3 separate regions of the Danio rerio genome follow, and regions 1 and 3 are each linked to region 2. The links are chromatin contacts, called in public Hi-C and Micro-C maps. All regions are on one chromosome and are shown on one strand. Each heading gives the region's core, a stretch centred on a gene start, on an enhancer-like site or on the middle of the called end of the contact. The rest is flanking DNA. Distances are from core to core; before and after follow the strand shown. Region 1 holds the start of ube2z (ubiquitin-conjugating enzyme E2Z). Region 2 holds the start of ppp1r9ba (protein phosphatase 1, regulatory subunit 9Ba). Region 3 holds the start of si:dkey-225f5.4.

Region 1 (2,700 bases), core at 83-2,582, 350 kb after region 2:
TATAATTAATAATAATTTCTCACATTTATATAGCTGTGTTCTGGACGCTCAAAGCCTAAATATCTCCTTATCCAACAGCAGAGAATGGTGTTTGATGAATTGAAAGTTCCAAAGCATATGGTTTATTGAAAATAACATTGCTTAATTAAATGTACAACTTTAGCTTTTAAAGCATCAATACAATAAAAGATTAAGCCCTCACACATTTTGACTTGCAGAGAACACCCAACTAGAATGAAAAACAACTTCGTATAATAACAATAAATTTTTGAATGATTTCATTTTAAGGTTATCACTATTTATTAATTTGACCTAAATTCCTCAACATTTTATTAAAGGCTTAACCAAGACATGTATATTTAGGATTGAAATAAAATTTTATTAAGTAAACGTTCCATCAAAATAAAAAATCTAAAAATGTTTAACAATGTGTTATTGCTTTGGTCCACTATTTCCATGCCAGCAGCACAAAATGACAGCTACAAATTGAATCGATTAAGTTCATTCAGCATTAATATTTACTTTTCAATCGCAAAGAGGCTGACATAAAACTTCTCTTAAATTTCCCTAAACAAACTCTGACACTTCAAGACAGTCTATCGTTACCTTTTTATTCGGAGAATACACTGCTGAGACGCCTTTTCGTTGTCCCAGTCGGTGCTTAACGTGGGATCCCAGGAGGTGGCGTGAATTTGAGACAGGAGGCCCGCTCCGGCCGGGACTCCAGAACCGATACCGGGCGGCAGGGATGGAAGAACGGCCACGGGGACTGTGGAACTGACCGCATGGGTGAGCACACCGAGCCCGCTCTCCACGGCCGGAGTGATGGTATGCGCCATCCCGGGCTCGACCACAGCCAGGCCGGTGTCTGCCGGAGGCGGTGAGGCTGATGAATGCCCCGGTATAGAATTACCCAAACTCGCGGACAACTGCGCTCCGTGGCCCTGCGCCGCCCCCACGGAACCGTTGGCCTCCTCCGTAACGCTGTCCGCCATCGCCGATGAGACCGAAGAGCCGCAAACTGTTTGACCAGCTGTCAGTTCAATCAGTTTCCTTTGCAGTTTCTGTTTCTCCTCGCTCGGAAGCAAGTGGAGGAGGGCAGGACGAGAAATAACTCCTACATATTCTCCCGTTTCCCTCTTCCGACCTCAACTATTATAACGACCTATCTCAAAGGAGGAACTAAGTTTAACGTTTTATACGAATTAGCAGTGTTCGGCGAAGCATTCAACGTTCACATCAATGAGTAACAGTGTCTAAACGCCCGTAAACGTAGTTTCTCCTCGCTCGGCCAGGCCTGTTTATAAATGTTGTTTCATTTCTCTTCACTTCCTCCTCGTTTGGGTGGAAACAGCGTCGTCTAGTGGTGCACTCCTGTGAAGAATTATAATGTATTTATTTAACATGCGACATACACACGATGTCAGGCGTAAGACACGCCTTATAATAGTTATTGGTTAATTTATTAGTAAAAGTTAGCACGAGACGCGTACATTTGCAAGCGTTTCATCTATATCAGTTTACGGAAACTATCCAAAGTTTTTATTAGTCTCAGATTACGTTGTTATTTCTGTTACCATGGCAACATCATATTTTTGACTACTACGCCATCATAAATTGTAGAAAGTACAGAAAGGCGGCGGCTTTTAGACACATTTAACTTTTAATTATAATTTTGATTAAGTGGCCAAATTCTGACTAAGGACAGTTTAATGAGCTGGCCATTTTTTATTTGACCATATAGTTTTTATTTTTAAACAAGTTTTACTAGATTCCTATATATATTTTTTTTAAATTATGGATAATAATAAATTATTAACAACTTTTTCCATATTTCTTTTTATTTTTTTTAAATGTTAATCTCATAACAATATTTATAAATCTTAATTAACTTACAGGTTTATAAATTTGAAAATAAAAGCTTCTTAGTAAAATAGCCTACTATGGTAAGCACTTTAACAACGGTTACGATCACCATCCGGAAAGCTGATCAAAGATTAGTTCTTAAAATGCCAGTAAAACGCATAATTAAATAGAAAATCGAGAAGAATACTTGCAAAAAAGTCCACTTATTCAGAAATAATAATAAAAAAAACACTCTATTCAATAGGCCAGTTACAGGCCTGAAATCATTTTCCATCATGTTCAACAGATGAAAAACCCTTATTCACATTAAAAAGAAAATCAGCCCTTTATTTACTCACCCCATAGCATCTGTGTGACTTTCTTCTTTTAGCCAATTTGAAGATATAAAAATATAGCTTCTGACAGTTTCAAGCTGTACAATGGCAGATAATGACTGTTTTGTATCTAGGATCCAAAACAAGTCCAATACAGTTCATCCATCCACAATACAGTGCTCACAACTCTATGAATAGATTTGTGAGCTAATCAACAGCTGGTTAATAAAGGTCTCCTGCAGTGATTGATTCATTTTTATTACAACATTAACTGTCAAAAATATTAAAGTTTGTATTATATATTTGTTGAATATAGATTGAGCGTTCAGCAGACACTTTCCCGGAATGGTGTAGGCGGTGGGACGAATGTACAAGTGAGGCAAATGTGGAATTTTTCCAAATGAATTGGACTGAATGAAAAATCACATGCAGCTAGAGTGACCTGAGGGTGAAACCACATGAGGGGCAGGTGAGTAAATATTCAATTTTGGGTGAACCATCCCTTTTAAGGTTAGAAACA
Region 2 (2,700 bases), core at 167-2,666:
TTTTTATAACTATTTTTTTTCTGGGTTTTCCCCTTGATTGGATAGGAAAGTAAAGAGAATTGACAGGAAAGCATGGGGAGCAGAGAGAGGGGAAGGATCGGCATAGGACCACGAGGCTGAATCGAACTCGGGTCGCCGTGAGCACCGGAGTGCCGACGCACTAACCACTACACCACTGTCGCTGACGTATATACAGTATGCAACTTATTAAACAACACATATTTATGCGTTCCTACTACATTCAGTTAGTAGTGACTAGAGCATAGCACAAACCGCGTTGGCCCATTCGCAAATGGAAGTGAAGGAAAGTTGTATCAAAATCAGACTCGACAAATCTGACTCCCTTTTGTGTACACGTGCATCACGCAGCGCCTGCAGTTAAACTCACAAGTTTATGACACTTTTATTGATCTTTTTTTTCGTAATTGACAGCAAGCTTGTTTAGAACAAACATAGATGTATTGTCTGATTAACAAGCAGCACCTAATTTTGTTAAAAGGAATTTAAAACGCCATGGGATGGATTAATACCACATTTCGAAAGTAAAACATACTCTATAAGGTAGTGTAATCTACACAAAAAGTCCAGTGTGTGGGTGAGAGGGGGCAGTGTTTCTATGTGATCTTGTTATGTTGTGGTTTTGTGACTGCTGGTGTTGGTTGCAGTATGGTTAAACAAATTATAACAGTTAAAGTAACTACTCTGATTTTAAATAAATTAAAATAAAATATTAATCTAATATTTTGGGCGTTTTTTGTGCATTTGGGCGGGTTTTGGACAGCTTTTGGGCTTTAAAAAGCTACCACTGAGGATAGGTTCTGGACGGGTGCACTTAACAACTCTGGCTCCTCACGACCTCTACTGGTTCATACAAGTTACAATTTTAAAATTACAACTAAAGTGCTTAACTGAAAAATTAAACTAGAATATGTACGTATTTAATCAAGTATGTATAAATATTTAAACTCCTAATTTTAATGGGTAACTATATTGAGACTACACGTATCAGCACATAAAATGGCATCAGGTTAATGGGGTATATGCACAGCTAGTGTTTTTACCAATAATAATCTTTCGGTGTAAGCTATATTCAAACCCATAAGGTTCCTTTTAAAACATTGATGTTGTAATGTACTTACAATACATCCAGTTAATAGACGTAAGAATTAATTTAGTTCCAGTGTAAAATTAGATAAAAGACCGCTATCACTGCCAGGATCAGCAGGCGAGAGCAGAAACTCCTTTGAAAATACTAGGGTAAAATAAACATGTTTTAAAGACATGGCAGGGCGGAATGGAATTGAATGCAATGCTTGTCTGGTCTAAAACCACTTTTTATAGTATATCTATCAGGCAGTGGAGAAATCAGACCTTAAACGTGTCAATTTCATAATGGAAAGACTGTTCACCGGAAGCGCTGAGACTGGCTGGCTGAAATTAAAAGTCCGTGTGCATACCTGTAGCTTTTAGTGACATCTGGTTCATTTCTGAATCAAACTGAATCATCTTCAGTTCAAACTGAATACTACGTCCTGCTGTCTGGGTACCCGGGTTTGTTGTTTTATTTATCAAATAGAGAATTGGCTTCTTTAGGACGAGACAATAAACCGCGTTTAGAATGAAAACTTTGAATGCAAAGGCTGGGAGGAGTGGCTGAGGTAACGTTACCGTTTTAAGGTGGAGCTCAGCAAACAATCGTTCGGATGTTTGTGCTGGGCAAAATATGGGGAGAAAACAGAAACAAAACAAGATACTACTGAAGGAAATCTGGCGACCAGACTAACAATGTTGAGAATTACCAGACATATTTTGATGTAAATCTGAAGAAGTTTATTATTTAATACCCAGAAACCACTACATACTGAGAGGCAACTAGGTGTCCTACCAAATATTTACTCTAAAGGTAAGGTCACACCTTAATCAGATGTCACCTTAATCAATTAGTCAGTTAAATGTCATTTGAAGGTACAGTATCAACAGATATTAAGCAGACAGTCTAACTTACTGATACTCAGTGGATCATCAAAATAAAGAGTTACCAAAGGTAAAGCTGTCACTGGGGCATTACACATTTGTACCTAAAAGAACAAAAATGATACCCTAAATGTACAAAAGTATTTCTCTTGACATTTTAGATACTTTATTGGTCTTTGAGGTATATGATACAAACGTCTAGCTTTTTTTCCTAGTAACATCTGTTGTATTTTTTTGTTTGTTTGTTTCAGATGGAATTGATACACTGAAAGTTAATCAGATTGTTTAGATTTCTAAAAATAAAAAAAGTTAGTCCCTTTAAAATGTATCAATTACAGCTGCCCAAAACAATTATTCAGTATTTTGGTGTTTGGCTATTTTATTCATTCAGATTTCTGCATGTGCAGATTCCGTGTGGGCCTAGTTATCAGTCACCTTTAATGAAATATTGGCCTAACTGTCTTTTTTTTGTAGTTTGTATTGTTTTGCCTGTCTTTTTTTTTACTATTGCACCATAGTGTCTGGAATAAAGAGAATATTATTACATTTCTTGAATTGTTAGAAAGTTTATTTTGATCGATAAATACAGCTGGCCATAATAATAATTTTATATTTTAAGGAGATACGTATGATAGAAGACTTGTTTGAGTTATGTAATGTTTAATGCTTTATATTTTCAAAGCTTTCGGAAACTACTGGCGGAATTCTTAAGGAAGATGATGGATA
Region 3 (2,700 bases), core at 28-2,527, 270 kb after region 2:
TAAAACTGTGATAATTGAGTATTAGACATCAATTTAAATTCAACTAAAATTTAAATAATGACATGCAAAAGAAAACAAAAAAGGAAACTCATATTATTGTTCCATAGTAGGAGGTTTAAGTTACATATTAGAAGACTCTTATTTACCATCAGATATGGAACCATAATCTCTCCTTCTCCTGTTTCCTGCAACTCGGTTGTGTTGCATGATTTGGAGGAAGACAAGTCAGTCCTTTCCAGCAGTCTGAAATTGAAAAATATTAATTACACTTATTAAGACCCTTAAAAATGCTAATAAAAATTAGACACTGAATGTTACAGGGATAGTTCATCAACATTAAAATATCCTAACAGTTTATTACTCACAATGAAGTCGTTCCATGTAAAGATATTCTGAAGAATGTTACAAACAAATTAGCCATTGACATAGTAGGAACAGAAAAGTCTAAGTCAATGCATTATAGTCTTAAACAGAAGGGGAAAAAGTCAAACTGGTTTAGAACAAGTGGAGGATGAGTAAATAATAACAGAATTTTCATTTTAGGGCAAACTGCTTCTTTCAGATCGTATACAGACTTTGAATTTAGATTTTTAAGCAATTTCAAACTTCATATGAATAAGAACATACAACAAACTGTTAGCTACAGTCGACTGAACTTCATACATTTAAGGGTGTCAAACTCACATGCATACCATTATGACTTTCAAGTCTACAAAATATAACAACTGAAGATGAAAAGTCAGAACAGTTTAAATAAAATGACCTTGTAAAAGTCTACAACTGTATAGTTTCAAATAGCGACGGATTAAGTTGCTTTCACACAGTTATGAGTGTTATGACAGACTTATGAGTGTTATGACAGACGAGAAGGAGAGGATTAAATGTAACAACACTAAATGGTCAATATTGCAACAGAGGTTAAATTAATGTTATTAAGACACTTTTATTTGACCAAAAGTGGTCAAAAATCACCGAAAGAACGAATTTGCTAATGATATTTAAGAGGAATTCATAATGGTCACTTTGTACGATTGCCTCCTTTCATCCCTTTGTACCTTTTACACACAAGACAAATTACATTGATGTTTATAGCATCTGTGCATGGTTAAACGATTTGAGCACTTCAACTGTATATCTGATACTTGATTATTTCCAGAAATGCAGATTTCTTTACAATTTGTTACAGAATACTCACGCTTCGACTCTCTCCGTCGCCATTTCTGTTTTGAAACTCACACGCCAAGCACTGATTGGTCGGAACTCTGAGGCATACGTCACAAACAGGCTGCGTCTCAATTCGCCTACTTGTACTACGACCACTGATCAGTAACTACGACCTAAAAGTACAAAATTGTTTACAGTGTAATGTACCATAACGTCCATAACGTTTCGTTACTTTTACCTGCAAATCTCATCTCCCACCTTTATTTTGTAATTCATTTCTTACCGTATTAAACACCATTCGCGGGTCAGAGAAATCTCTTGTATTAATTGTGCTTTTTTTTAAATAATGACCACACGCGCCTTAATAACATTTTACATAGTTTACAGACGGAATGTAACGCTGAAAACTATAAACAGGGGAGAGTGGGGACGGTCGCAAAAAGACTTTATTCTCTCTTCAGGAATGAGCAAGTGATGATATTCATACTACATATTCTGCTGGACCCTCCTTCAATCTGGAGAAATTTTCATCAGCCATACTGTATGTGAATTCCTTCAGTATAAAATTCATCTTTACTAAAAAGAAAAAAAGTAAGAAAAAAGTTTCTCATGCTGTCTAATCTGTTTTTGTAAAACATTATTCGTTTATATAATTTACATCACTGTTTTTCTTAGCTTTAAATAGGTATAGCTATCATGCAAGCTATTGTGCCTCCCTAGCACAGACAGTTTAATTATGGTGACAGAGTTGCTGTTGCAACTGTTCCCAATCACAAAATTGATTTTAGCTCGTCATATTACCAATGTACCACCGTTTCAATGTAATTTAATTTGGAGGGAAAAAAGTTTAGTAAAGATTTAGTCTAGATTTTGTTCAGTTTTTTTAGGTCTGATAGTTGACTGTTGCTTGTTATTTTAATCTTCTGTATTTAACACATTTAACAATTTAACCAATTTACAAATAGTCTGTTTACCAAAAAAAAATAAAAAAATAAACTTCAGCCTGATATTTTAGAAAATGTAATATCATTACATTTTAATGACTGTTTCAAATCTCTCTGCTCGGTGTCAGTTGCAACATTTGACTTTGTTTGAGTTTAAATTCTGTACATTTTTCATACACTCAAATAAAATGACATTTGTTGTTTGTTCAAACGACTTATTTAAAATAAGCTGAAACAACACTATTCTACTTAAAATCTACTTAAAATATTAAGTAATCTGATTTTTTATGTTGCCCCAACACAAATCGATTGTGTGGAACCCAACATTTTTGCTGTGTTTGTATACATATTATAGCAATGTGGGTGGATGTTAAATAAATTTGGGTTTACTATATTACAATTTTAGGTTTCCACAAAAAACTGTCTCTGAGAAACTGAAGGAAAAGCTGTCCCCACTCTCCCCTATATATTTTGCTTAAAATAAATTGAAATATTAATTGTTGGGGAAAAAAATTTATGCTTCAACTATAAATAAAATAAACTAGTTTGAAGCCAAAATGAATCAATAAGTGATTCTTTATCAATGATAAGA

The links. A called contact is a pair of places that touch in the nucleus more often than the background predicts.
Region 1: a contact with region 2 is called in a Hi-C map of embryo, with 3 times the contacts expected there. The contact joins the promoter of ube2z here to the promoter of ppp1r9ba in region 2. A contact is called at or near these places in 1 of 18 Hi-C or Micro-C datasets (embryo) and 1 of 4 datasets of contacts at active chromatin or transcription factors (embryo).
Region 3: a Micro-C map of caudal fin shows a contact between it and region 2, with 3 times the contacts expected there. The contact joins the promoter of si:dkey-225f5.4 here to the promoter of ppp1r9ba in region 2. A contact is called at or near these places in 1 of 18 Hi-C or Micro-C datasets (caudal fin) and 1 of 4 datasets of contacts at active chromatin or transcription factors (embryo).

The regions. Positions count from the first base shown.
Region 1 is chr3:22,335,426-22,338,125 of GRCz12tu, forward strand. ube2z (ubiquitin-conjugating enzyme E2Z) reads right to left here and starts at 1,333. Exons shown (of 7, transcript NM_001002330.5): 1 at 607-1,333. The coding sequence starts at 995.
Region 2 is chr3:21,986,419-21,989,118 of GRCz12tu, forward strand. ppp1r9ba (protein phosphatase 1, regulatory subunit 9Ba) reads left to right here and starts at 1,417. Exons shown (of 12, transcript XR_012400947.1): 1 at 1,417-1,543.
Region 3 is chr3:22,251,690-22,254,389 of GRCz12tu, forward strand. It overlaps si:dkey-225f5.4, which reads right to left and starts at 1,278. Exons shown (of 11, transcript XM_073944376.1): 1 at 1,056-1,278; 2 at 366-392; 3 at 147-243. The coding sequence starts at 164.